2 separate regions of the Strix aluco genome follow, and region 2 is linked to region 1. The links are chromatin contacts, called in public Hi-C maps. All regions are on one chromosome and are shown on one strand. The core of a region is the stretch at or near the end of the contact, and the rest is flanking DNA. Distances in the headings are between cores, read along the strand shown.

What was found. Hi-C and Micro-C count contacts between places; a contact is called where the count stands out from the background.
Region 2: a Hi-C map of brain shows a contact between it and region 1, with 6 times the contacts expected there. The contact joins the promoter of KDM4C here to the promoter of UHRF2 in region 1. A contact is called at or near these places in 2 of 2 Hi-C or Micro-C datasets (brain and heart).

The regions. Positions count from the first base shown.
Region 1 is chrZ:31,021,741-31,028,567 of bStrAlu1.hap1, forward strand. UHRF2 (ubiquitin like with PHD and ring finger domains 2) reads left to right here and starts at 4,398. Exons shown (of 16, transcript XM_074811560.1): 1 at 4,398-5,045. The coding sequence starts at 4,893.
Region 2 is chrZ:31,195,857-31,202,122 of bStrAlu1.hap1, forward strand. It overlaps KDM4C (lysine demethylase 4C), which reads left to right and starts at 2,523. Exons shown (of 21, transcript XM_074811528.1): 1 at 2,523-2,742.

The DNA of each region.
Region 1 (6,827 bases), core at 3,148-5,647:
ATTTTTTTCTTATTTATATTCTAGTCTCTAGTCCATACTGTGCATTATGAAACAGGCCATGTGTAATCACTCCATAGCAAAGTGCTCTTTCTCATTGGTAACTCCTGTGCCAGCAACCTGATCTGCTTTTCTTTACAATCCCAGTTAGATAACGTATTTCCAGGTATAGTGTTGTAACAAACTGATCTTCTTTCATTTTCTTTCTCCATATCAAAAAATGTCTTCTGTTCTAGGAACTCGATCCTGCACTTTCCATAAAGTCTCCCTAGCACAAACTGATGCTATTCTCCCTAATGTGGTAAAACATACTCCATTTCAGAATTCTTTCCGATCTTTTTTCCCCGTTTCAAAAGACAAACGTTTTACTACTTGCTTCAACAGAAAGGCTGTATTTGGATTATGAGACTCTATTTCTTTTAGTGTAAAGGTGGAGTGTAACTAAGATAAAGCTGAAGATGATGGCTTGATTTATCCTTTTTTTCAGATAGGACTATTAAACCACATTCTTACTGTATTCTTCTGTGTTAAATAGTCATTGAATGTTTCAGTGAACCCAAGAAGGCTGGGGGGCCGAAAGATCACAAAAGGTTGTGTGCACTACAGCCTTTCTGTAGTCTGAGACTGCATTACCACCAACAGACTGAAAACTAAACTCTGAATTTGTGTAAATGGCAATTTGGTGACATGCTGTGACAGCAGCAGTAAAGAAGGTTGTGTGGTATCACAAGAGCAGAGATAGATTAACAAGGAGGAAGAGGAAAGGAACAGATTTGCAAAATAATTCACAAATTTTTAATTGTTCAGCTGCCTTTGCACATGCTCAGTACCCCAAAATCAAGTCTTAAGTAACTCCCTCAAAACTACAGTGGGAATTCTCAGACCTGAAAGTAAAGTACAGGAATCTTTGTTAACATGCTGTGTCATAAAAGCTGTATTTGTGCAAGTGGGCTCTACAGATGCGTCTGTATGAATGAAGAAACAGTTACCAGACAACAGCAGGATGAAGAAAGGAAAAATACATGCTGGGAGACACATCTGAAAGCCTCCCAAAAACTCATAGTGATTTTGGATCAAAAACTGGTATGCTCAGGGGACCGAGGAGCTGCTGAACCTGCCCAAGGCCTCCAGCACCCACTGGCACCCACGACAGATGATGTAACCCACCACATATCCAAAAAGGCAGCGGCTGCTATAGGTGGGCAAAGGCTACAGGGCAGTATATGTAAGCACACCTGCTGAAACGAAAGACCCCATGTGTGACCGTGTACAGCTGCCTAGAAGCCCCCGGACTGTGGGTACGAGCCCCTGTTCCCGAGTGAACTGCTGGGGTTGGCCCTTCTGCTGCTGCTCCAGCCGGGCAACCGTGCATGTGTGCACTGCGTGAGGCAGTAACTGCATACACAATGCAAACAGTTATCTGCAATGAGTAACAGCCTAATAAATAAACAGTTCTAATAACCATTGGTTGTGATCTGTTTTTTCCCTGACTCAACACCCTGTCAGTGATATTTACAACACCCAGTACAAAAAAGCCACAAAAATACATAGGTGTTACCTGGATCTTGTAAACATATATTTTAATCCAGCTGCCAAAGTCTTAGACAATAAAGCTGCTCAGAATTCCTCCTAAAGGCATCCATTATTGCATCTCCTGGTTTCTAGTGAGCCTTGTATCAGATACATTTTTATACTATTTTACCAGTATCCATGGGATGGAGTGAATTTTCTTCAAAGTAGATGGTTTGGTGTTTTGGATTCGTGACCAATATGATGTTGAACACAGGGATGTTTTAGCTGTTGCTGAACAGTGCTTACACAGGGTCAGGAATGTTTCAGTTTTTCACAGTGCCTTGCCAGCAACTAGGTTGGGGGTGTGCAAGAAGCTGGAAAGGGACCCAGCTGGGACAGGTGACCCCAGTGGTATCCCAGACCATACAATGTCATGCTTAGCAATACAAGCTGTGAGAAGAAGAAGGAAGGGTGGGACATTAGGAGTTATGGTGCTTGTCTTCCAAAGTAACCTTTACATGTGATGAAGCTCTGGTTTCCTGGAAATGGCTAACCATCTGCCAGACAATGCAAAGTACTGAATCAGTTCCTTATATTCCTTTGCTTGAGCACACAGCTTTTGCTTTACCTGTTAAACCATCTTTATCTTGTGTCATGTCTCGCTCAGACGAGGGAGACAAGTGACTCAGATTCACAAATCCCCAATGGAGTGGACAACAAGTCTCTAAGTCCAAGCATTTATTAACTAACCACAATGTACTGATTGAACACACGATAATTGGCTGAGTATATAGCAAGTTGTGGCAAGCAATACAATATGCCTTGCATTTCTTAATGGGAAAGGGAAAAGAGGGAGATAGAAGAAATGGGGTGTCACGTCCCGCTCAGACGAGGGGGACAAGTGACTCAGATTTGCAAATCCCCAATGGAGCGGACAACAAGTCTCCAAGTCTAAACATTTATTAACTACTCACAATGTACTAATTGAACACACGATAGTTGGCTAAGTATATAGCAAGTTGTGGCAAGCAATATAATATGCCTTGCATTTCTTAATGGGAAAGGGAAAAGAGGGAGATAGAGGGAATGGGGAAATACAGATCACCGGTCTGGGTTTCTGCGCTGATCCTGCCGACGAGGGTTCCGAGAGGCACAGGAGACATCCGTCTTTTTCGCTGGCATCCGTCTTCTTTGCTTCACTGCACTCTCTCTCTCCCCCGGCCGCACCCCCCCCCCCCCTTCTTGATTTATACCCACTTTCCTTGGGTCCATCCCCTAGGTCGACCCACATACCTACGTAGCCCATGTACGGGGAGGGGTAAGGTTTTTCATGGGATGATGTAATTAGCATGATCATGTTAGCCCTCGTTAGCATATTGAGGGGTGTTAACTTTAATATGCATTTCGTGGATAATGAAGCAAAGGTCATTCACCGGACAGATGGCCCTTGAAGTTTTGGCCAGGTGCACCAGAGCAGAGCCGTCCTGTCTTCACAGGGCTCCCTCCTCCAGTCCCATCTTGTGTTATTCGGGCAGCCTTATCAGCTTCGACCTCCACAGAATGCACCCTGTGACTCATAGTTTTGTCTTGGAGTGTTTGAGGCATTTCTTCGATCAGCCTCAACTTTTGCTTTCTCAGGCTGTTTTTCTTAGTTTCTTGCAGGCCTGGTTTCTCATCTCTCACATCTTGACCCACGTCTTCTCACTTTGCCCTTCTGATTCTCTTCTCCATCCTGCTGTGAGGGAGTGCCCAAGTGGCTGTGAAGGACTGTGGGAATACAATGGAAGATTGGTGAGGAGGACTGTAAACACGCTCAAGTGACTTGCAGTTGAGGTGCCGAAAAAAACATGTATCACACTAATTGTTTAGGTCTGTCTGCTTGATGGGTAGAATGTCTGCGCTTAGATAACACAGGTCTGTGAGAGGCTCAGAGGCACCTTACTGAACATCCTTGAGATTCCCTACTGGCTGTGGGAAAGATCAAAGCGCAGTGGAAAAGTACTTCTGTGAAAACCCCGGATATATACAGCCAAAAGCAGCAGGCCCAAGATCTTTTCTTGCTCCTCCTTTTCCTGACTAACAAGGCCCGAGCTCTGTGGTGCCTGCATCCCCGCTTGTGTGCCTCTGCCCAAGTGTTGCTGCAGAGATCCCTCGGGTCGTGAGGTAACGAGAATAAATTTACTCTTTGCATTTCATCCGTGATTTTGTGGTTGTTCCTGCATCCTGCCTGTGCCAGCTCACACAGGGGCTCAGCTGCATACCAGGGCTAGCCCACAACAGCGTGGTAAACCCACGTTTTTCTGATGTCAATTTACAGAATTACCCAATCTAGAAAAATATAGAAAGACACACCCACATCGGATTTGAAGTATAAGCGAGGCTTGCCTTCCCTTGTCTCGCCCCAAGTTTTCGTCTATCTAATACAACAGGCGCAGCCAGACTTAACCTGTATTTTTTGGTTAGAGCTAAATCTGGCTGGGCTGAGATGTTTTGTCTTCGGAAGCACCACGGCCTGGGCTTCACTAGCGGACACCGCTCTCCCGGCTGCCTAGGGATGCTGGGCCGTTCTGACGCCTGCCAGCCTGCGGGCCGGGCTAGGCCGCGGGCCCTGCGGGCCCCAGAGGCCAGCGAGGCCCGCCCCGAGCGGCGGCCAGGGACGCCGTCCCGCTCGGCCGCCATGGAGACGTCAACGGCCGCTGACCCCGCGCGCGCCAAGCCCTCCCCCCGCAGGCCTCGCGCCAGACGCCGGCCGGGGGCGGTGCGGGGGGCGGGCCCGGGGGCGGGCCAGGGGGCGGAGCCGTGCACCGCCCCGACTGCGGCGCGAGGGCGGCCGGGCCGAGCGCAGCGGGAGGGGGCGTGGTGCCGCCCGCGCGCCCCCGCCCCGCCCCCGCCCCGGTGTTGTTGTCTCATACGGCCGAGGCCGGGGGCTCTCGCGAGATCAGCGTTGGCGCCGTGACCTCCATGTGAGAGCGGCGGCGCCTGGTAAACACTCCCCGGGGTCGGGAGATGGCTCCCGGCGGCGCCCGTTAGACCTGGACGCGGTGGTTCCCGCCAGACTCCGCCTCGCCTTGTGCTGCCGCGGGGGGCCCGCGGCGCGGGCGATCGGGAAGCGGCGGGGGATCGGCTCGGGTCTCCTTCCCTCTCCGCGCCCCTCTGAGCGAGGACGGCGGCCCGGCGGGCGGGGAGGGCTCGCGTCTGTTCCGCGGGATTTGAAAATCCTGCCCCACTGAGCCGAACAAAGAGCGGGGGAAGCGCCCGGCCCCCTCCCCTTCTTCCTCGCACACCGCAGACGCGCACCCGGGGAGCGGACCCCTTTCCCACCTCCTGCCCCAGACCTCCCTCCCCTCTCCGCGGCTGGCGGAGCCACCGGGAGGGCGCGCACCATGTGGATCCAAGTCCGAACCATAGACGGCACCGAGACGCAGACCATCGACGATCTGAGCCGCCTTACTAAGATCGAGTGCCTGCGGGAGAAGATCCAGGAGACCTTCCGCGTAAGCCCCGACCGCCAGCGCCTCTTCTACCGGGGCAAGCAGGTGAGGCGGAAACGCCCCGACCTGGGTGGTGGCGGGTGGGGGCTTTCCCCCTCGCCCGCCCCGCGCGTCCCCCCTCGGGCTCGGCTCTTTGTGTGGCCGTGCGCGGAGGTCCTCATCCCCACCCATGTGTCGTCCTGTGCCTCCGGCTTTTGTTTACTCCCGTCCCGTCGGGCCTAGAGGGAGGTGGGGGGCCCGAGGGAGCCAGGGCGTCGGGCGCTGCGAGCCGGCTCCCTCCTGTCCCCCTTCTTCCCCGACGGCGAGCGGCTGCCGGAGAGGCCCCTTTGTGTGTTTGTTTTCCCACCTGAACCGCGGGAGGCTCCTCCCCCAGCCCCTGCCTTTATCGCAGCGAAGTGACAGGGCGGCCGGAGCGCTGCGAGGGGGAGGAAGCCCCTCCGCCTTACCCCTCCCCCCAGGCCCCGCCGGCGGAGCGCCCGGATCGAGCTTCGCCCGTTGACCCCCGGCCGCCCTGCCGCCGCCTCGGCCGGGCAGGGGCAGAGCCTGTACCGCGAGCCGTTTGCACGGCGGAACGCCGCCCCCGCGGACCGCACGTGGCGGGGGGGGCTGGGGGCTGGGAGGGGCGGTGGCGCGAAGTGCGATGTCCCGTCAGGACCCGCTGCGGGGCCGGCACGGCGCGCCCCTCCCCCGGCGTCCGGCGCCGCGCCACGGAGTAACGGTCCTGGGGGTCGCCGCTGCGAACCCCTCCCACCCCCCCCGGGGCGGCGGCGGCGGCGGCGCTCGGCCCGCCGGGCTCCCGCGTGGGCGGGGCGGCGGTGCGGGGTCAGTTTGCGCGGGCAGGGCGTGTGCGCGCTGGTCCTTCCCGGCGCGGGGAGCGGCGTGTCACGGGTGGGGTGGGGGCGGCCGTCGGCGTCCGGAGGGGCGCTTCATCTGGACCGGGGCCCGGCATTGCGCTTTGTGTGAGCGGACACAGCCCCTCCGGTGCCGGACAGGTCTTGATCCGAATAGGTTGCCTCAGGCTATGTCTTTGTTGCTGAAGGGTGTAACCTTTCAAGCTGCCTTACACGAACTATGAGGTGTACTCAGTGCTCGAGTTGTTCAGCGAGGCAGAGCTGTTACGGAGGGTATCGGATGTGTGGTATATTTCGGGGAGCGTGGCACTTCAGATTCACCTTACAACAGATGAGTGTTTCAGTGTTCACCTACACAGAGTAACACAAGGCGCTGACGTTTCTGCCTCAAAAGAGATGAAGTGTGTATCTTTACAAATAAAGGGAAAAAAAGTAACAAATAGAAATGTAACTGTGACTAGGAGGTAAGCATTAGTGGCTAGATGCTAAGCCTAGAATGTGAACCCATTAGCAAATTAGTAGACTTCTGTGTTCTACAGATTGGTGAGGGTGAGCGTTTGTGAGGATGTGTCTGCCAAGTCAATTACAGTCTCATGTTTCTCTGAAGGGACCAAATCAAGGAACATCAGTCTTGAAGTTGTGTGAACCTGTTTAGCTTTGTGCTGTGGCAGCACACCTTTCAGTACAGAGCTTGATGTGGGACACGAGGTTTACACCAGCAACAGGGGAGATCAGCCTGTAATGAGTTGTGCTTTTCTACATAGTCTGTCAGTGGCCAGACCAATTAGCTTGAACACTTTAGTGAGCAGATGTCTTGCTTAAGAAAGCAGAATAGTGAAATACTGTAGCTGAAACTGCCTACATGAGCAGCATTTGTGAGCTTAGTACTTAGTTTATCCAGTTTAGGATACAGTTGGGCTCGTGTTCAGTGAAGAGTTAAGGAGTTCTCTTTTATAGCTTCACTCACCATTTATGT
Region 2 (6,266 bases), core at 1,273-3,772, 170 kb after region 1:
GAGAAGCAACTGAGGGAGCTGGGTTTGTTCAGCCTTAAGAGGACAAGGCTTCAGGGTGATCTTATTGCTGTCCACTATTACCCAGTGGGACGGCATAGGAAAGATGGAGCTTCCTTGGAAACACACAGGGATAGGACAAGACAAACATATAAGCTGCAATACAGGAAATTTGGATTATATTAGGTAAAAAAGTTTTCACCATGAGTGGTTCAACACTGAAGCAGGGACCCAGAGGTGTCATGGAAGATGAACTCGTAACTGAAATAGACATCAGCTACTCAAACGCAAGTGGCTTCTGACCTCTGCCAAAGGGAGCGAAAGAGAGAAGATACTTACACTGTTGTACAGCAGAAAGGTCATTTATTGGTCAGAAGCTTGTGCTGCCTAGATATTGCATCAGCAACTTAAAGGTGAGGGAAATTAGGGGTTACAACCTTTTTTCTTAGTAGCTGTGGTCACATGACCAGGGGTTTTGTTACTAGCCAACACTAACCTAAAAGCATAGCCCAAAACATGAAAGGCAGGAAGTGTGTGCAGAAAACCTTACTTAAACCTCAATGAGAAAAAAATTCTTCATGCCAGCTAGAACATGTCAGCAAATACATAAAACTGTTATGTTAGCGTGTAACTATTCTGAAGAAGGCCACTGTCCTTTCTTCCATCTAGCAAGGCAGAGGTGCTAAACTACTGGCTTTGGAGAATGATGTCAAAGCAGTTTTCCATAGCCACAGCATGGTGAGGGTTAATGTTCTCAGGCTATCCACCTGCACCCTCAGTCCCATACTTGGACTGAGAGGTGTATGCTTTGGCAATACTGTAGTACACTCCAGACACATAATGACCTCACAGAGACTTGTCACCTGAAAGAAGATCAGATGAGGAGAGGTGCTGACTCAATGCTTTCTAGAGTCACTGCCATACTTTCTCTTCAACTGGTACTCAGCAGGCCTCTTAGAGATCATATTAGAAAACAATCCTAAATCATCAATCTTTTGTGCTTTATAACTGACCCAATGAGCAGAGAATGAACCTAATGAGAAGCTATGAGAAACTGCATTCAACTGCACTGTTGTCCCATCAGCATTTTCTTCATCCCCCCAAAGGCTTGAGGAAGAAGGCAAACAACTTCTTCCATTTCTACTTATATTAGTGAAACAAAATTCCTTTCATGAGGCAGATGAAGATGACTCATTTTAGACACTGCTGGTCATAGTGATGTCCTACAGAGATACTTAAAGAGTTGCGTGAGTTTTCCTGGGACTGAAGATACAGTATAAACAGTACTACTATCATTTAATGTATAGCTCTGTGCTTAAACGATGAAGCAACATGAAAGTTTCCGAGCACAACGAAGTTATAGCATTAGATGTGTTCCTTAAAAAAAAAAAAAAAAAAAAATCCCTGTGTTTTCAGGTTCCGTTAGTACTGAAAAAAGTCTTTGGCACTTAAAAGATAAAGTGTAAACTAAGACTTCTTTCAACATAATAGGTACACTTGAAGAAGCACATTTAAAAGGGATTTTAGTTATCTTTTGGTCATTTTTCACTATTTTTTTGACCATAGCAACCAGAAGCTAAAATGAAAGATAATCAGAAATTACTAAGAAAAATCAAAGCATATCACACAGTTAAAAAAAAACTCCAACTGGTTTATTTTAGCAGCCACCTGAACAGTCAGCATTACACTGGACCACGGCACTTCAGAAAGTAAACGCATGACATACAGCACTGTGGGGCTTAGTCACTAAAATCAACATTAAGGTTTTGGAAACAAAATCACTTTCATATAGCAGTACTGATTGGTAAGGGACATGAGTGTAAAAGAGGAGGACAACCAAGTCGACCTAGCGGCTTGCCCTGACGGATTCCACCATTCCTACGGACCAGGTCTCGCCTGTCAAGTATCGCTGAGGTGAACCGACCGACTTCGTTCGTAAACTCGGGGCTTGTGCTTTCCTGACGTGTCTCCCGGTAGGTGCCGCGGCTGGCCGAAGGCAACGCCGGCTCCCCGTTCAAGAGCACGCACCGCTCGGGGGCGGCTAGGGCAACAGCGGCAGGCAGGGCCTGCACGGCCCGAGTGGCGGAGGAGGCACTCACAGAGACACCGCTTCCCCCAAAGACACCGCTCAGCCTCCCGATGGAGAGGCAGACGGCCCGCACACCTGTGCCCGGGCCGAGCCAAGCCCGCCAAGCCCACCCTGCCCAGCAGGCACCTGCGCCGCAGCAGCCCCGCCTTACGCCTCACCCCTGGCGAGAGCCACCGGCGGCAGCGCCGCGGGCTGCCCGCCCCGGCACCGGCGGCAGGCCCCGCCCCGCCGCGCCAGGTGACCACCCTCAGGGCCCGAGAGCTCCCACGTGACCTCCACGTGGCTCCCCGCCCCTCACGCGGCCGCCACGCTCTGCGGAGCCGGGAGCGAGACTTTGCGCCCGCAGCCGCGCCCCACCAGGAAGCCCCGCGGCGGCGCCGCCCGCTCCTCGCACGTGACGCGGGCGCCGCGCCTCTGTCACGTGCTCCCTCCCCTGGTCTTCCGCGCGTCCCCCGTGCGTGCCGGGGCTGTGCGCATGCGCAGCCAGCAGCTGTCATCCGCGCAGGGAGCGCGGGGTCCCGCCGACGCGGGGAGGAAGAGCTGTGAGGGGACCGAAGAGGCGGCGGGGCCGGGAGGCCGAGGGGAGCGGGCCTGCACTGCCGCTGTTCCCCCCGCCTCCTCGCCTTCCTCTGGCAGCTTAACCCCGTCCAGGAAAGGTGAGGGGCGAGCTCCGGGCTGGGCAGCGACGGGTTTGTGGGGAGGAGGCACGGGGCGACCTGCCAGCTCGGAGGGAGGGTGCGGGGTGTGCGTGGGCCGGGGGCGAGCGGGAGGATAGGAGAAGGCCGGGCGAAGGGCTAACGGCGGTGCGCGGTGGGGCAGGGCCGGGGGAAACGCCGGAGTCAGGGCGCGTCGGAGCGCGGGGCTGCGGCGGGTCCGAGCAGAGGGGCAGCGGCTCGCCGGGCTCGCCGCTCCAGGGCACGCCGTGGCGGTCGGGTGCGAGGGGTGGAGCGGCCGCCGTGCCGGCCGTCAGCCCCCCGCTGGGGTGCGTGAGGGGTCGGGGCGCCCCGCGGCCCGGAGGGGATCCGTCCGGGGACTCCGCGTTGTAAGTGGCTGTCGGCTGGGACGGGGCTGAGGAAACGAAACCGGCAGGTGTCGGAAAAATACGTCTCGTGTTCCCGTTCGTGGCCAGCCATTCTGGGTCAGGACAGTCGGTGGAAGCTCTCCGAGAGATCAGGCAAAGGTTTCCCCGGGTGGTCAGAGTCGATGCGCTGAGTAAAATACAGCGTTGCCTGTCTCCGTGTCTTTTTGGGCTGTGGCGAAATTCTGTGGACTTCCCAAACGGTCTCTTCATTACAAAGTGTAGCAGCGTTGTTACAGCTCTTTCGGTTCTGCACGTCGTTAAGGCGTTCCTGGAAGTTAACTGTTGTAAAGTGTTAGAAAAAAAGCTCCAAACTTCTGAGTAAAATACTCAGTTAAGCGCCAGTTCCACATCTGTCTGTGGTTTCAGTGTTTTCAGAGCCATTTCGGGATCGGGGCTTTATGCCATGTTAATAGTCTTCTGTTAATGACCCTTCTCTCTTCTGCAGTTGATTTTGACTGGCAATCTGAAATGAGAAGTGTGTACAAAATATTTTTTCTGCTAGGTTAACAGTGTTAGGAAAAATACTAGGTGCCTGTGTGTTTTTCAAAGATTTATACTAGTTCAGAGCATAACCAGCATTTATTTTTTATATTATTAAACTGCAGATTTATGATTCTTTGCACTCTTTTCTGAGACATTAACAAAAACATCAACGGAGGTCACCTGGTGGCTACTAAACCAGCAGTCTTTAAGCTGAAACACTTTCCACGAGAAAGAAATTGACTGGCAATCCAATGCAGATTATTTTTTGTCACCCTGCAGTGGTTTTTTGTTCACATTCTTAATGAACCAAGAATGTGAAAATGACTGTGGTATAAAATTTGTCTTAAGCTTTACCCTTACTTTCTTTGAACTGTGATAACTAGCTCAGGGTATTGCTTCACAAGAAGTACCTTCCAAACACAAAGCAATGGAAAACACAAGCATGATTTGCTTTTGAGTACTTGAAATGAGGGTAAACTGAACTAGTGGCAGTCATGCTTATCTTACTCTCAACTTCGGTTTGGAGTGGCGCTGATGTTGTAGATTGCTGACAGCTGATGGTTTTCTTTTAGCTGAGTGCATATACAGATGTGTGTAAGAGCAATTTCCTTTCTAGGGACTAACCCAGGAAACAATATGTCTCATCCAAATAGGCAGACAGGATTAAATAGCTGTTGGATGAGAGTTAGAGCCAATGTATGTGAGGGGAAAAACCTTTAGTCAGTGTTAGTTAAAAAAAAAAAAATTGATTTGGTCTCTCTTTTTTTTTTTAAAAAGGTAAATATGATGAAATAGGAAAAAACTTTATGTACTATAATTTTTAGTGCTTAGTTATTGATGAGAATTTAGTACAGAATTTTGTATCTCTTGGCCTGATTTGTAAACAAATCAGGTAGACAGTTCTGCACCAAATCTAAATACACAATTACCACAGTAATGCCTTCAAATCAGAAAATTATGTTGTCAGTTGCTAATTATTAGGATCTTCCTAAACTATTATGAACAAGCACAGTAATTATTAAAAAAAATCGGTGATTTCATGCCTAACTTTATTAAAAAATATTGTATTGAGTAGATTTGGGACTTTCTCAGTTTAAACAGCTCTTGATTGGTCTACTTCTTAGTTCTGCAGTTAATTCGCTTTGAAATTCCCAGGTTTTTCTATAGGTATCTTTTGCTGGAGTATGTTTCATCAGCATGATGCTGAGCAAAATGTGAATAGGGTATACAGTGGTGTCAGCTTTGGTCGAATTTGATGTTCTGAAATGTTAAGATTTTAATACTTATCTTGTAAAAAGTCTCCATGATCACTTGATAGCTTAATATTTCATGTGTCAGCATGAACAAGTGATGTGTTCTTGATTTTCATTTAGATTCATAGACTCATAAGATATTTTGAAGAACTGCAGTATTTTATACTTGGAAGATAGTAATTGTTGTGTAATTAAATCACATAATGAAGGTGTTCATAACAGTTTGCTGATCCAAAGTCCAGAATGCAGAAATATAGTTTTGGATGTGCCATAAGTAGCTTTAAGGGGAGAAAGTACATCTTTTTGTTTCTCAGGTTATAGAGACTCTACAGGTTGTTTTTTTTTTTTTTTTTGTCCTGTTCTTGTTCTGCATCCAATAAAGGATTTGCCATATAGTGGTGGCGTGTGAGAAGTATTATCACTGATACTGTAGAATATCTCTGAAAAGGATATGTGTGTTTTGATGTTAAGGAGTTGTGAAAGCCAGGGTATAAGGGTATCTTTTGGGAGGAGATCTGTAAAGGCAGTGAATAATGTGCTGTATAGTTACGGAGTTGTTTTGAGAAATGCGTATGGGCAGAAATGACAGAACTGTTTAAAAGTGTTTAATCAGGAAGCATTTCACATTCACCACCTGCTGTTTGTATCCCCAGCAGTATTACAGGCTGCATTAGCAGTTTTTTCTGAACTTTTAGGTGCTTGTAAATTAGCTTTTTAAAAACTGAGGTCTGGGCCAAACTGCTTTCTGGTGTCCATGAGGCCTACACCCAAATTTGAGAATGTTGTTACACCATTGTGTAACACCATGGTTTACTTGCATTTTGAGTAGTGCTTACAGCTTTGGTATGCCTTTCCCCTGACTAAAAGTAATTTACTGGAACTGGTAAAGCTCCAGGAATAGGATGCAGTGATGATCAGAAATATGGGATGGATTTTTCTGCAAGGAGACTGGGAGTCTTCAGCTTAGGAAAGAGGTGACTGTGGGAGACCATGATAGAGATCTCTAAGTCATGTGTGGAGTGAAGGTAAATATGGGCAGATCGATAACTGTTGCCAGTGTGCACACGAGATGTCAGATGAAACTAAAATGTGAAATGTTCAAAATGTGCAGAAGGAGATATATCACTTAGCATATTGTTGATTGTGGAATGCTTTGTCATGAGATGGTTTAGGTATTAAAAGCCTGTAAGGGTTCAAAATCATGGGCAAAAAAAGTCCACAAAATGCAGTAATAATACCTTCTCTGTCCAAGAATTCTTTGATCTGTACATTGCTGAAGACTGAGATGGTATTCTGTAAAAATATAAACTACCCATACAGTTGCTGTTTTTCTTAATTATCTGTTGTTAGCAACTGTGGGAAC